3 separate regions of the Gossypium hirsutum genome follow, and regions 1 and 3 are each linked to region 2. A link is a contact called in public Hi-C data. All regions are on one chromosome and are shown on one strand. The core of a region is the stretch at or near the end of the contact, and the rest is flanking DNA. Distances in the headings are between cores, read along the strand shown. Region 1 has its middle 17 kb from the start of LOC107899538. Region 2 holds the start of LOC107899533 (GDSL esterase/lipase CPRD49). Region 3 holds the start of LOC107899527 (putative GPI-anchored protein pfl2).

Evidence for each region. A called contact is a pair of places that touch in the nucleus more often than the background predicts.
Region 1: a Hi-C map of leaf shows a contact between it and region 2, with 2.3 times the contacts expected there. The contact joins the enhancer-like site here to the promoter of LOC107899533 in region 2. A contact is called at or near these places in 3 of 34 Hi-C or Micro-C datasets (all in leaf).
Region 3: a contact with region 2 is called in a Hi-C map of leaf, with 2.4 times the contacts expected there. The contact joins the promoter of LOC107899527 here to the promoter of LOC107899533 in region 2. A contact is called at or near these places in 4 of 34 Hi-C or Micro-C datasets (callus and leaf).

Annotation. Positions count from the first base shown.
Region 1 is chrD04:48,330,187-48,333,018 of Gossypium_hirsutum_v2.1, reverse strand. No RefSeq gene overlaps it. Among protein-coding and RNA genes, the nearest start is that of LOC107899538, 17 kb to the left of the region's middle. Within about 2 kb of position 1,573, at least 3 of the 9 cell types and tissues checked have an H3K27ac peak or open chromatin away from gene starts, as enhancers often do. A contact at or near this core is called in leaf, where this site is marked.
Region 2 is chrD04:48,176,312-48,179,018 of Gossypium_hirsutum_v2.1, reverse strand. It overlaps LOC107899533 (GDSL esterase/lipase CPRD49), which reads right to left and starts at 1,316. Exons shown (of 5, transcript XM_016825277.2): 1 at 962-1,316. The coding sequence starts at 1,072.
Region 3 is chrD04:47,938,597-47,941,296 of Gossypium_hirsutum_v2.1, reverse strand. LOC107899527 (putative GPI-anchored protein pfl2) reads left to right here and starts at 1,430. Exons shown (of 5, transcript XM_016825268.2): 1 at 1,430-1,844; 2 at 1,967-2,108. The coding sequence starts at 1,715.

The DNA of each region.
Region 1 (2,832 bases), core at 324-2,823, 150 kb before region 2:
ATTTTGGTTTTCCCATATATTTTTATTTATTTACTTATATTTTTTTATGATTTTTAAATTTTAGATTAATTCATTATTTTGTTAATAATGTTATTATTATTTACTTATTATTATTGTTTATTTTAGCTACAAACTTTGATGTATATATACGTATATTTTTTATTTGTTAGAAATATATATATTTTTTATGCTATTCATTTTTACGTGTATATATATATATGTATATATGTCCATATAGTTTAATTCACATACAAATATATATGTGTATATATATACTTATTTTTTTAACTTATATACATGTCTGTACATATCTATGTACATATTTTTAACTTTCATAAATATATATGCATGCTTGAATATATACACATATCTTATCATTTTTATATCTATACATATATAGATTTTTGCTTCTACAGTTTTATTTTTGTGTTGTTATTATTGCTTTATCTTATATTTATTTATGTGTTCATCATTATTTTTATAAAATGTTAGCGCTAGTTGTCTATTATTTCATGTATAATTGTTGTCATCTTTTATTTATTTATTTATCATTTTTTTGTGATTATTCGTGTTATGTTTACATCGTCGTATTTATTATTTTTTTGATACCCATATTAACATTGTGTTTTACGATTTTTGAATAAATAAATTTTGTGTTTAGATTTGGGAAGGTCGTACCCTAATTTACTGGTTTAGATTTTCACAATAAATCTAAATACGTGAATTTTTTAAACTCAAGTTTTAAATGATCTCGGGAATTAAGAAAAGATCGTGTCCTAACTTACTAGGCATGATCTCTTTTCTAAACCCGAGATAATTACATATCTTTTAAATAAGTAAATTTTAGCATTTTTTATTCACGTATCGGGAATTCGAGACATTGTGTCCTAACTTACTGGATATGATTCTTTTTCTCGAATAACGTGAAACATGCTTCTTTTCCCAAAAATTTTTATTTTAATACAAGGATCGTATTTTTAAATTTTTCAAGTTCTTAATTTTCAACACTAAGACATTAAGTAATCAACTAGGTACCAATTTTGGGCGCTACGAGGGTGCTAATCCTTCATCGTACGTAACTGACTTCCGAACCCCTTTTTTTGAATTTCGTGGACCAAATTCGTTGTTTTAATAAAATTAAATTGTTTATTAAAAATAACCACTTATCAATGTGATCCGATTACACCTCATCAAAAAAGATCGGTGGCGACTCCCGTTTTTTCATTTTTATTTTCAAAATCCAAGTCGACTCCTTTTTTCATCCAAAAAAATGATGTCAACACTTGGTAATGCCATTCGGTCTTACAAACGCATCCTCTGCCTTTCAAGAACTGATGAACGAAATTTTCTAACCAATTCTCCGACAATTTGTTCTTGTCTTTTTCGACGACATACTGATCTATAGCGCAACGTGGGCCTTGTATTTGGACCCTCTTTGACAGGTTCTTCAGCTCTTGCGTTCTCACCATTTGGTAGCAAAATAGTCCAAATATTTATTTGGACAAGAATATGTGGGCTACTTGGGCCATATCATTTCAGTCGAGGGTGTTGAGGTTGACCCAGACAAAATTCAGGCCATTGTCAATTTGCTCACACTGACAACAATCAAAGACATTCACGTATTTTTGGCCTTGGCTGGGTATTACCGACTTTTTATTCGCAAGTATGCAACAATAGTTGGCCCATTAACTGATTTACTTAAAAATGACTCTTTTAAGTGGACACCGACAACAAGCCTAGCCTTTTCTAAATTACAGAAACTATTGGCATCAGCCCTTATACTCTTAACTTCCAAAATTTTCTAAGCCCTTCACAATCGAAACTGATGCTTCAGGTATCGACATTGGCGCCATTCTGTCTCAAGATGGCCATCCCATTGCATTTTTCAGTCAAAAACTTTCTCCTCACCTGTAAGCCGCATCCACTTATAATCAAGAGATGTATGCTATTACCCAAGCCATCGCACAATGGCAGCAATATTTATTGGGTCACCGATTCGTTATCGTTACAGATCAACAGCCCTTAAAAAGCCTCACGAAGTATATCATCCAGACACCCGACCAACAAAAATGGGTTGGCAAACTATCGGGATATGATTTTGAGATCGTCTATCGTCCAGGCAAGCTTAACCATGCCGCAAATACCCTTTCACGACCTCTAGTAGCTTCCTTGTTTGCTATTATAGGTCCGGAGTTCGCCATCATTGTGCAATACGTGAGGCCAATAAAGCTCACTCTGAGTTATTAACTTGGCATGCTCAACTTCGTGCCCATCCTGAATCCCTTTTGGGTTATATGAATCGCGACGGTCTCTTATATTTTCACGACTGCCTTATCATTTCGTCTGATTCCCCCCTTCGGCACCAATTCATAAGCGAGTTTCATTCTACTCTGATAGGTGGACATGCAAGAATCACTCGAACATTCCATCGACTTTCTTCAATTTTTTTCTGGAAAGGAATGTGTGGTGATGTTCACTAATTTGTCTCCGAATGTTCTATCAGTGAACAAATGAAAGACTCATCCTTGCACCTTGCTGGCTTACTTCAACCTCTGCCAATTCCAACTTTGGTGTTCGAAGACATCTCTATGGATTTTATTACCAGGTTACCACCTTCACGAGGGAAAGCTACTATCATGGTGGTCGTAGATCGTCTCTCCAAATATGGACATTTCTTAGCCCTTCCTAATGATTTTTTGAGTCTCACGATTGCATCGACCTTTTTTACGAACATTATCCGTCTTCATGGCATTCCCCGCACAATAGTCACGGATCGACATCCTCATTTTATTCTATATTTCTAGAAGAAAATTCGTCGTCTACATGACACCA
Region 2 (2,707 bases), core at 67-2,566:
TCACTACAGTATCTAATCTCACCGCCATCGCTGTTTTTATACTAACCGCAGGTAAGCGCACCGCCCATCCAAACTCACCCTATGTCTCAATTTGACAATTTCTTCTCAATCAAGAATGACCCAAAACATATTTAAATGATTGGATCTTTGTTGTTCTTTTGATTTCATTTGACTTTAATCATTATTCTTTCAATTTTGTTCTAACCTATTGTTTTCTCTTAATTGAGAGTCTTGACTTGATCTAAATTCATCAAGAACAAACCGACTAATTTTTCAATTCGGCTTACTTGTTCTTTCTTACTTAATCATTAAGTTTTTATTTGTTGCCCTTTTATTTTACTTAGATCTAAATAGGTTAAATTCCAATTTTCCACATTTGTCTAGAACTTAGATAAACTTGCAATCCTGTTCTGTATGCGTTTCTATCATCAATAGTTAAAAACTGATTTTTCTGTGACCAAAGTAAAAACGATTTAAAAATCAAGTGACCAAACGGAATCACCTAGTTTTATGACTGGGATAGTTACCCCTTCTTTTTCAAGTAAGAAAAGCGTAATGAGGTTAGAATGAGGAGGATGCTTAAAAGTAGACAATGAAAGTAAAATGACCATCCGGTAGTTTTTCCTTGTCTTTCCAAAAGGTAAAGTGGACCCCCAACAAAAGGCTGCCACACCAATCCATTGAAATCAGACTCACAGGAAAAAGCAATCAGAAAAGAAAAAAAGAGAGATGCTAATTGGAATCCATATGAATAATCTTCTTCCTCGAAGGATTTGAGAAAAAGCAACCTGAATCCCACTACTAAGAGAAAAATGTGTGAATCTCTTCTCTGTTCATCAAAGGAGAAACCCAAAATCTATAGCTTTTTAAAGCTGATATGAAATCTGGGTATCAACCCATTTGTGCTAATATTAACCCAGAAAACAATAAATGCAAAGAAGAATAAGATGAAAGGAAATACCTTGCGAGCATATGCATGTGCAAGAATTGCACCCCAACCTTCGTGGCTGTAACTCAACTGAACGATGGAAGATCCAAAGAGGACGAAGAGAGGTCTGCCTGGACCAATCATGTTTGATGTTCTAATTTTTCTTTTGTTTTGAAGGCTTTCTCTCGCTCTTGGTGTGTGTTGTTTCAGACAAAAGTAGTGACATCTACGTGATAATGTTTTTCTATTACTTTGTATATTTTCACTTCAATGGAGGGGGTTTTTGGGTTAATATAATATTTGATATCATATTTTTATAAAAAAAATTTATTTTTTTTAATTTAGTTAAATTCAAATATCAAATTGAACCTATAAATTTAAAAAATGTGTCGAGTATTAAATTGGACCAAAATAATTAAATATCGAAAAAGTGTTAAATTTAGTTATTAAATATTATATTTTGGAATGGTTGATAGGCTGCCGTCAGTTCCTTTAACCATTTACGATGAAAAGTGAAAGGAGGGGTCAGTTTCATTGGCCTAAATTCTCTGTTTTTAAGATAAACCTTTTATTTCGGTATTCTTTTTTATTTATTTTATAAATTACTTTAAATAAGGATATACGTAGGATAATAAAACTCAAGTAATTTCAAATTTATTTACCGATACAAATTAAAGTGGATTTTTTTGAACAATAATTATGAAATGGTTGTGGTAGTCTTTCTACCTCACTTACTATATAAAATCTCTATCTTTTATAAATATATATAAATATAAAAATGCATTATAAAAAAAAGCTTTTATATTTTATGTTTAAATATTTTTTTTAATATTATTAAACATGCGTATTTAATTATTTATATTTAGTCATATAATAAATTATTAATATAATTAATATAATTTATTATTTTTAATAAATTATTTAATATTTAAATTTTATTTTAATAGTAAATTTTAAAAATAATAATTTTAAATAATATTGTTCACATATTATTGAAAATATCAATATTAATATTTTAATACTAAATATTTATTACAATTATAAATATATTAATAATAAATGTTTTGTAATATAAATGTTAAAATATGTCATAAGTCTATATACTCTTCACAAATTTGTAATTTAGTTTCTGTACTTTTATTTTCAAGAATTTAGTCACTCTACTTTTCAGATTTGAAAATTAAGTCCAACTGCTGACATTATTGATTTTTTTTTTGTCAATTTTGTTAAAGTCACATTTTTAAATAAATAAAAAAATACTCAGTTGGTAGTCATGTAACTAAAAAATAATTGTTGCAATGAACCTAAATTTAACAAAATATTTTTAATATATGTAAAAACAATGTAAAATATAAAATTACAGATATAAAAGAAACTCAATTAAACAATGAAAAAATAAAAAAAATCTCAAATGTATGTTTGTTTAATTGAAAACGACTTTTATGAAATGTTTTTAAAGAACCTGCCAAACAAAAAAAATATTTTATATAAATTCATCCAAACACCAGAAAATATTAACTTTTCCAGAATAGTAAGTCATTTTCTAGAAATCATATTCCGGAAGCCATTTTCAATGAAACAAACGGAGCCTAAATTTATTTGTTAGGAAAAAAAAGTGAGAACGAAAAAAAATGAGGGAAAAAGAAAACTTGTTGAACTAATTTCATAATTATTCCTATGCACAATACTAACATCTCTTCCGAGTTTTGTAGGTACCACCAACTGAGGCACCCCTTTCATGAACGAATATGGCTTTTCGCGAAGGATGGGAACAAAACC
Region 3 (2,700 bases), core at 181-2,680, 240 kb after region 2:
TAGGAAAACAGAGGGAGAAGCAGAAGAGAATGAAAAATAAAGAAAATAAAGAATGAAAGTTAAAAGAACATAAAAGAATTAAATTGCTCAAAATGAAAAATTATGGGGACCAATTGTATAATTTAACCTAAAGTTTTTGTTTGAAATGATAATTTAACGTGCCACGTCAGCTTACTATTACACCATTAACGACAATTAACGGCTCAGTGACTAAAATGTTACAACACAATAACGTAAGTGACTAAAACGTAACATTTCAAATATAAGTGACTGAAATGTAACCTAAGGTAAATAAAAGTGACCATGGGTGTAGTTTACCCATGATTAAATGCATTGCTCATCAAAGAAAAATATAAAAGAAACATTTGGAAATGGTCCTAATTTCCAAAGAATGGGCATCAAATGCAGTTTGAGTGGTTAGTTGGGCCCGCTCAACAACAAAACCAAAATGCATGGCAGCCACCGGCGCCTCTCGATTCACGAGGCTCGCTGTCCTGCGTCTCCCTAATTTAAATCATGGCCGTTGGATTGCCAATCGTTTGTTCATCTCGAGATTGCCCGAGTTTAATAACTCAGCATTTTTTGAATTTTAAGTTGAGAGGAAAGTATCCGCTACCTTGCGGAGGTTTTTACCTCTTTTTATTTATTTATTTAGTGTTGGTTTTAGTCAATCCTCCACCATGTGCCATGCTGCTGCCTCAAGAATGTTCTATTCAAATGATTCGTAATTCGACTTCTTTCTATCACATAATTACTTAAATTGCCACTCCGCCATCTTTAAATTATATATTAGTTCGAACATATCTAAAATACACAAATAAAATTTTAAATATATTTTTATTTATCTTATGACAAATTACAAAAACAACCTAATAATAAATTCTAAATCGTATTAACAAAAATGGGCAATCATAGCTTTTTAATAAAAATGCAACTCATTAGGTGAAGTAATATGATATAAAGTCTACATTCATTATCACTAATCCTACTTAATCTTAAAATAGAAAAAAAGTTTATCCTAACTACAATTAAAATGAAGGTAACAAAAACCCTTTTTCTAATTCAACCAGTTTTTATATATATTATTATTCACTAAAAATTTACTCCAAGAGTGAGTTTAGATGAATGGTGCGTTTAGTTACAATTAATGTAAAAGCAACGATAGTAATAAAATTAGATACGAAGATAAAATAAAAAATAAGTTTAGACACACTTCACTACCATCCAAACCCACCTTAAATCTAAAAAAAACACCTTTTATCTTTTACCCCGAAAATCTGGAACAAAGTAGAAAGAATTTATTTTGTCTTAAATAGAAAGAAATTTTAGATTTTTAGTACAAGAAAAATGGCATTATAGTGATTATCTCTATAATTAAGGGTAATTTATATAAACATCTAACAATGGCTAAACACCCTCCTTCAAATTTTCAAATTTCTTCTGAGCTAAAACCCAGACAAGCACCTGTTGGTTGTCAGATCATTCACTAAAATAAAATTTAAAAAAATAACAAAAGAAATAATATTTTTTTCTTTAAAAATTAAACATTTCCCTCTTTCACACGGAAATGACGTTGTAATACTACTAAGTTCCTCCTTCGTTGAACCAACTTTCTTTTTTTTTTTTTGGAATTTGGAGTTCAGGTTTGGATCTAAGAAGAAAGGATTTGGTGGTGATTTTTATGGTGTCTTTGATCAGTTTTTAGAGACCGATAATGGTGATGAAGGAGAGAGACGAAGAACTAGCTTTGTTCCTGGAAATGCGGAGACGAGAGAAGGAGAAAGAGAAAAGCAACAATCTTCTCTCCGTTCACAAATCTGAACAACAACTCAATGTTCCTTTTGGTAAACTAAATGATTTTAACTTCATTTTGAGGTTCTTCCTTGTGGAACACTACTTTATTTTTTTGAAGTGGTTGTATGTTTGTTGACTGTTGACTAAAGTGATGTTCTTGGATTTGAAATAGGATCTAACGTAACCGTAAACGGAAACGGAAACGTCGGTGGCGGAGGTTCTCCGGTATCGAAGATCTTCTCGGCCTTGCCTGTACGAAAGACTGCAGCAGATAATTTTTTGAATTCGGAGAACGAAAAGTCTGATTATGATTGGTAAATGCTAAAGATATCTTATATCTCTCTAGCTGCTTTGGTTGATTTTAACCTTAAAATTTACGATCGATCTCTGCTTAGAGCAGTAAGATGTTTATTATGGAGCTCTAGGTTTTGGGTAATTGAATCTACGTGCTTATCAAATATCCTTTCTTGCTTTTTTTAACCAAAAGAAAGAATATGAAGTTTGTATTAAGCAATAATTTGAATTTTATCTTAAAGCTTCCTTTTAAGGGGGAAAGGTATGGGTACCAATTAAGCCATAAAGAGAAGTACTTGACATCATTCTAAATCTTTAAAAGAAAGCATTCATTTGCTTTTTGTAAAATTTGGATTTTGACATGAAAAAGGTTTTTTAAATGGAGAATTAAAATTTATTATTTGATTTTATTTTATAGTCTCCATATCAATCATACATCAGGTAGTAAGTTGTGAGAGTGCAAAGATTAGATATGGTAATTATCCCAAAATCCAGTGGCTGAAGTTTTTAGGTGAAGGATGTGGCCTAATGTTAAATTTGTTGTTTCCGCAATGCTAATAACTTTATTGGCATCCATATGATCTATTCCCTCTTTCAAATTTGCTTTTACCT